2 separate regions of the Triticum aestivum genome follow, and region 2 is linked to region 1. Evidence: chromatin contacts called from public Hi-C data. All regions are on one chromosome and are shown on one strand. The core of a region is the stretch at or near the end of the contact, and the rest is flanking DNA. Distances in the headings are between cores, read along the strand shown. Region 1 overlaps LOC123079021 (dynamin-related protein 5A). Region 2 holds the start of LOC123079022 (VQ motif-containing protein 4).

Region 1 (2,700 bases), core at 56-2,555:
AGATATTGGGGCTATATACAACTTGATTATAAAGTTGCAGCTTACTAGATTTTGTGATCTCGAATCTCACCAGTTGTGCACAACTCCTGTACAACATATATCCATTTTGTTTCAAGATATGGCACAATTCGTATGTTAGGGCCAAATCTGTATTTTATACTAGTACTCAGCATGTGGTCTGGTTGGACTGCTTCCCGTTTTGGTTTTAATATGAGATTAGTTGAGTATGAATGAACCACTGGACCGATTCAACAGATTTGGCCACGAGGCAAAAGTGTTTAGATGTGCACAATAAATATAGTAGGCTGTTGTTGGTTGGAGTTTGATGGCTCCCTCCCTGTATCTTTCTGGCCGTATTTTCACCTGTCCATCACCCTGTCACCTGCATGAGAATCTAGGTGATTTCTTCTACCATGTTTTCTGCCCTGTCAAAAAAAAGTGATGAAACGTTCACAGGCCTCACACTTTTCTCCCTTTATTCGCAACTGAATTTCCTTGTAACTTAAGCCATGTTTTCTTCCCTGTCAAAAAAGTGATGAAACGATGTTTTCTGCCGTTGTTCCATTATTCTGTCGAGGAATTGGGCTTTGCTTTCTAGTTCATTTTGGACAGACATGTAAAATATTCTGGTTGCCTTTGGTAACAATGACATGCCTACTTGGCTCGCTAAAATTGTTTGACAGCTTGTCAATCTCAAGCACGCAACTGCTCAGTTGTTATCAATTAATGACTTGGTTTGTTCATGGTTGATTGATTTCTCTTTTGCGTCAATCTGTTTTTTCTTCCAGTGAACTCTGCACAAAATTTCATTCAGCAATTTACTGTGATTCGAAACGCCAAATTGACAAGGCGACAGTCCCCACGCACTTTTTCTAGTCTAGAGGAATGTCTTGTTTGAAATCGATCGTCAAAACAAGCGGCTTTTCTCTAGGTGGTTCTACAAAAATTGTGGTTCCTTCTTTGTTTCTCTGTCCCGTCGTCTGCCTGCTCGGTCAACGGATGGTAGCGAATCCCCTGTCCCTTCTTTGTACTCCCTCCGTCCAGAAATACTTGTCGAAGAAATGGATGTATCTAGACGTATTTTAGTTCTAGATATATCCATTTTTATTCATTTCTCAGACAAGTATTTCCGGACGGAGGGAGTATAAAGGTCTAGACTATCTTGATATATGCATGTTCAAATCTTGCTTTATTACATGTTCGTATCTCAAACAAGATTCTTTGACGTCCACGTTCGAGGGGGTCCTGGAGCCCCAAGCGTGGAGGGGAGCGAGTGAAAGGGAGTGGGCATAGCTAGAAGACAGGAGAATAGTGCTGGGTTTTCTCCACCATTTTGGAGGCACCTCCCATCCCAGCTGATGGATCATGGATGGGCATCTTGTGCCATCCACTTGTGTGGTCCGTGGAGAATCGGTGGATGCAGTACTAGTGCGCGTGACGGTGGAATCATGGTCTCATGGAGCCCAAGGACCATGGGAGTTGCAGTAGTAGATAGATCATCAAACAGTGGGTTGCATCCTGGGGACACCGGGTCGTGAAGGAACAGCGACCTACGCGTTTTAGTCTGCTGTACACTGGTCTTCAAGAATGAGACGAACTTTACGCTGCAGATTTGGTGGCTGTTGCGAGGGAATGAGCTCGCAGTCGTGATGGCACTGGGTGGATCTCTCTGTCTCGAAAGTATATTTTGAGAGGGAAATGGAAGCGTGTAGTAGGGTGAGCTAAAAGTGACAGCAAGTCAGCAAGCGTGGTTCAGAATCCAGAGCGATTGATTGGCATTGTGTCATGGTCAGTACTGCTAGATGCGGACTTGGACGGGAATTAAGCACGCTTAATTTGCCGGTCAAAGAAAGGTTTGATGAGTCCTGATGCAGAAATGGCAGCGGAACCATCATGAACCAGATTAATTCTCCATCTGTGTGGACTAATCCTAGCACTAACTTGTGGAGCCAAGGACAGTTCAATCGGAGGGAACACAGGGACTCGCCGAAGATGAAATGCAGAGCTGCTGCGTGATGCTACATGGATCTAGCTGAAGATACACAGACACTCCAACACGCAGATTTGGATTTAAAGACGCAAAATCTACTGGAGATGCAAAGAAATATTACTATCGTTGTTTGGATGCATATAAATTCGGCAAGCTTGCGTCCCCAGGTCCCCACGCCATGCTTGGTTTGATCGTGGATCTTCTGGCAGGCTCGCACGGCTGGTAGTACAAAATAGTGTACTGACACGACGGCCGGTGTATCTGTGAGCTACTAGCTTATCCGCACGTTCACTTGACCGGACGGACATTCAGCATTCCCAAATTAGAAACTGATCGATGAGGAGGCCATCGTCACGAGCAGCGGCGGAGCCGCAGGCGTATGGATTGAGTATAGGCCACATGTATCGGGGCGGTGGATTGGGAGCTGAAGTGCACTCAAGACCTGAAGGGTGAGAGCGAGTGGGCTGCTAGTCGACGTACGGCGTGAGCGAGCGATGGAGTGTTTGACCGGTGTTTCCGCCGGCCAGACGTGGTTCCGTTGGCGCGGGGGACAATGATCAACTCGGCGAGAGCGACCAGGGCCTTTGGCGGCGAGCGAGCGAGCGCGCGCGCCGTGCCGACCCGGCAACGGCAACGGCGGGACACGGGGATCCCAGGACGCATTTCTCCTCGCCCTCGGCTCAGCTGATGCCGATGCAGCAGGCAGGTCA
Region 2 (2,700 bases), core at 34-2,533, 280 kb after region 1:
GACGGATAAGGCATGCGGTAGGACAACTGATTCTTGATTTAGGACTTGTGTCGGTCAAGATGTTATTTGGACACATCCCTCACTTTGATCCGTAAGAAACACATCTCGCCGGGTGACTTCCAGCGCAGAAACTAATATCTTATTTTATCTCATCACAAATACAAGGTTGTAAGCATAAAACTTCATACCCATACCTTTTTTAATATAAGAGTTCGAATCACTATTTTGCTTGTTGATCCGGTCAAAAGCTAGATTTGACACTTTGACGAAAGCTTAGTTGAGACCATCGCTTCAAGGGAATTTTTCTCTCATAGGTTCGATAACTGGTCACCTATGAAAAAATAGGCGTGGGATACTCTTTTTCATTCAATACGAATTAATAAAAAAGAGATATCAGCTGCCGCATCCATTTTGGATTGCCACCAAGAGATTGTTGGTTTGTGCCTTGGCTTAATAAAGTTGGGGCAGGGAACCCCTATGTTTCAAAAAGGTATTTCCCAAAAAACAATTGAGGCTTGTTCTGAAAAAAGAATAAACAATAGAGGTTGTGTCTATGTGAGCTCGCACCAGCAACACGCTAGCCAACACCGCCGAGTAAGAGCATGTACAGTTGGGCACCCAAACCCCCTCCATACGCCCGGGCGGATGATCTGGTAAGTGACCGGTAAAAGAAAGCGACCCTGATGGGCGTCTCAAACCCCCAGGCTGACCGGCGCCCCTTATATCTAGCCTAAATATGAAGCGGATATGGGAGGCCTAGGAACGACCGGGCGCGTCCTCCACGTCGGATCCGGCCTACGCTAGCCCACCCGACTCCACACATAATAGTCTCCATCCGCTCCCTGGACCAAACCCTAGCCACTCCACTCCCCTCCCCTCCACTGCCTCCACTACACTCCACCCTATCCGACGATCTTCGGCCTACTTCGGCATTGGCGGGCAGCGGATATGAGTTCTACATCTCTAGATCCGTCGACCCCGAGCTCATCTCACGCGGTCCTGAGGAGGAGATGATCGTCCGGCTTGCGCTCCGCTGCTTCCGGGATGCGTGTTTGAGGGTCGGATTTGCCCTAAGTCCGGTTGTAAATGCTCTAGGTAGAAAAGAAAAAGGAGAGGAAAGAGACGAGAGAAAATTGAGAAACCCCAGCATGAAAAGGAACCAAAGCTGAAGTAACGGACGTGAGTGTGCGAGGGAGAGAGAAAGCATCCTTCCAAAGTCCAGTTCACAGTTCACACCAACAACAATGCATCTCTAACCTCCCTCCCCCTCCCCCTCTCTCTCTATCTCTCTTCTTAACCAACCCCCGGCCCTTTTTCCTCGCTCCAAATCCTCTTCTCCCCCTTCCCTTCCTCCTCGCCCCCGAGAAGCTCACGCATCCCAACTCTAACCATACGCAGACGCAAGGCTTCAATGGAGCCGTGCACCAAGCAGTTCCTCCCCATGCCTCCGCAGGACCCCAACTCCCCGTCGTCGTCCACCTCCTCTTCCTCCTCCTCCTCCACCTCGCCGTCTCACCCCTACCACCGCGCCCAGCCGCCGCACCCGCACAACCTTCCGCCCTCCCCCAGGCCCGTTCCCCGCACCATCGAGACCACCCCTTTCCCCACCACCTTCGTCCAGGCCGACACCACCTCCTTCAAGCAGGTCGTCCAGATGCTCACCGGCTCCGAGCAGTCCTCCAAGAGCGCCGCCGCGGCGACGACCAACGGCAGCGCCGGGAACCAGGCGGCGAGCGGGAGCGGCCCGTGCCGCCCGAAGAAGCCGTCCTTCAAGCTGTACGAGCGGCGGAGCAGCCTCAAGAACCTCAAGATGATCGCGCCGCTGGCCATGGGGGCGCCGCCGTCGACGAGGAACGCCTCCGCCGCGCCGGAGATCCTGTCTCCGAGCGTCCTGGACTTCCCGTCCCTGAAGCTCAGCAGCCCGGTGACGCCGCTCACCGGCGACCCCTTCTTCCCCTCGCCGGCGTCGTCCTCGGGGGACGCCGCCGAGCGCGCGGCCATCGCCGACAAGGGCTTCTTCTTCCACCCTTCGCCGCGGGGCGCCGAGCCGCCGCGGCTCCTCCCGCTGTTCCCCGTCAGCTCGCCCAGGATGGCCGCCGCGTCCGCGACGGCGGCGCCGGCCGAGTGAGTGACCCAAAGCCTCCGCCTTTGCGCGCGCATCCTGCTCAGCCAGCCATGAAGTAATCTACGACTTCTACTACCGTCGCTGTATCATCGCCGTCCTTTGTTCGCAGTTCTAGTTTCATAGTAGTAGTAAGGTGTTTGCTGTGTCGTTCTTCGCCGGCGCCGGCGCTGCTGTTGTAATTTTTGCTCCCTTCTTGAAAGGAAGAGGGGAGTTGGTTCTCTTTTGAGGTTGCGACTCGATTAATCGGTTAATTACAGCTTAATTTCGACCTTTCTTTGCTAGTAGATCTTTTCCCAATTCTGATCTTGTTTCTGTTGCTGTTTGGATTGATTCCCTCTGAACTTCATCAACCACCACCGTTGGTGCGTCCAAGCTCATAAATACATATGGTCTGAATCTGCTATAATTGTCCAAAGTCCGGTGTTTGCTGCTGCAACCCGAGTGAAGTATATTTGGAAACATGCCTGCCTCGAGTCTTCTTCTCTGGTATGCTCGCATCACACAGCATGACAGCATACTACAAGTAGTACACAAAATAGCATGGGAGCGATTCTTCTACTGCAAAAGCTCAAATT

What was found. Hi-C and Micro-C count contacts between places; a contact is called where the count stands out from the background.
Region 2: a contact with region 1 is called in a Hi-C map of leaf, with 7 times the contacts expected there. The contact joins the promoter of LOC123079022 here to the enhancer-like site in region 1. A contact is called at or near these places in 2 of 5 Hi-C or Micro-C datasets (both in leaf) and 1 of 1 datasets of contacts at active chromatin or transcription factors (leaf).

The regions. Positions count from the first base shown.
Region 1 is chr3D:379,500,511-379,503,210 of IWGSC CS RefSeq v2.1, forward strand. It overlaps LOC123079021 (dynamin-related protein 5A), which reads left to right. Exons shown (of 8, transcript XM_044501692.1): 8 at 1-49. Among protein-coding and RNA genes, the nearest start is that of LOC123079021, 5.6 kb to the left of the region's middle. Within about 2 kb of position 1,306, at least 5 of the 8 cell types and tissues checked have an H3K27ac peak or open chromatin away from gene starts, as enhancers often do. A contact at or near this core is called in leaf, where this site is marked.
Region 2 is chr3D:379,781,741-379,784,440 of IWGSC CS RefSeq v2.1, forward strand. It overlaps LOC123079022 (VQ motif-containing protein 4), which reads left to right and starts at 1,284. Exons shown (of 1, transcript XM_044501693.1): 1 at 1,284-2,395. The coding sequence starts at 1,412. The coding sequence ends at 2,128.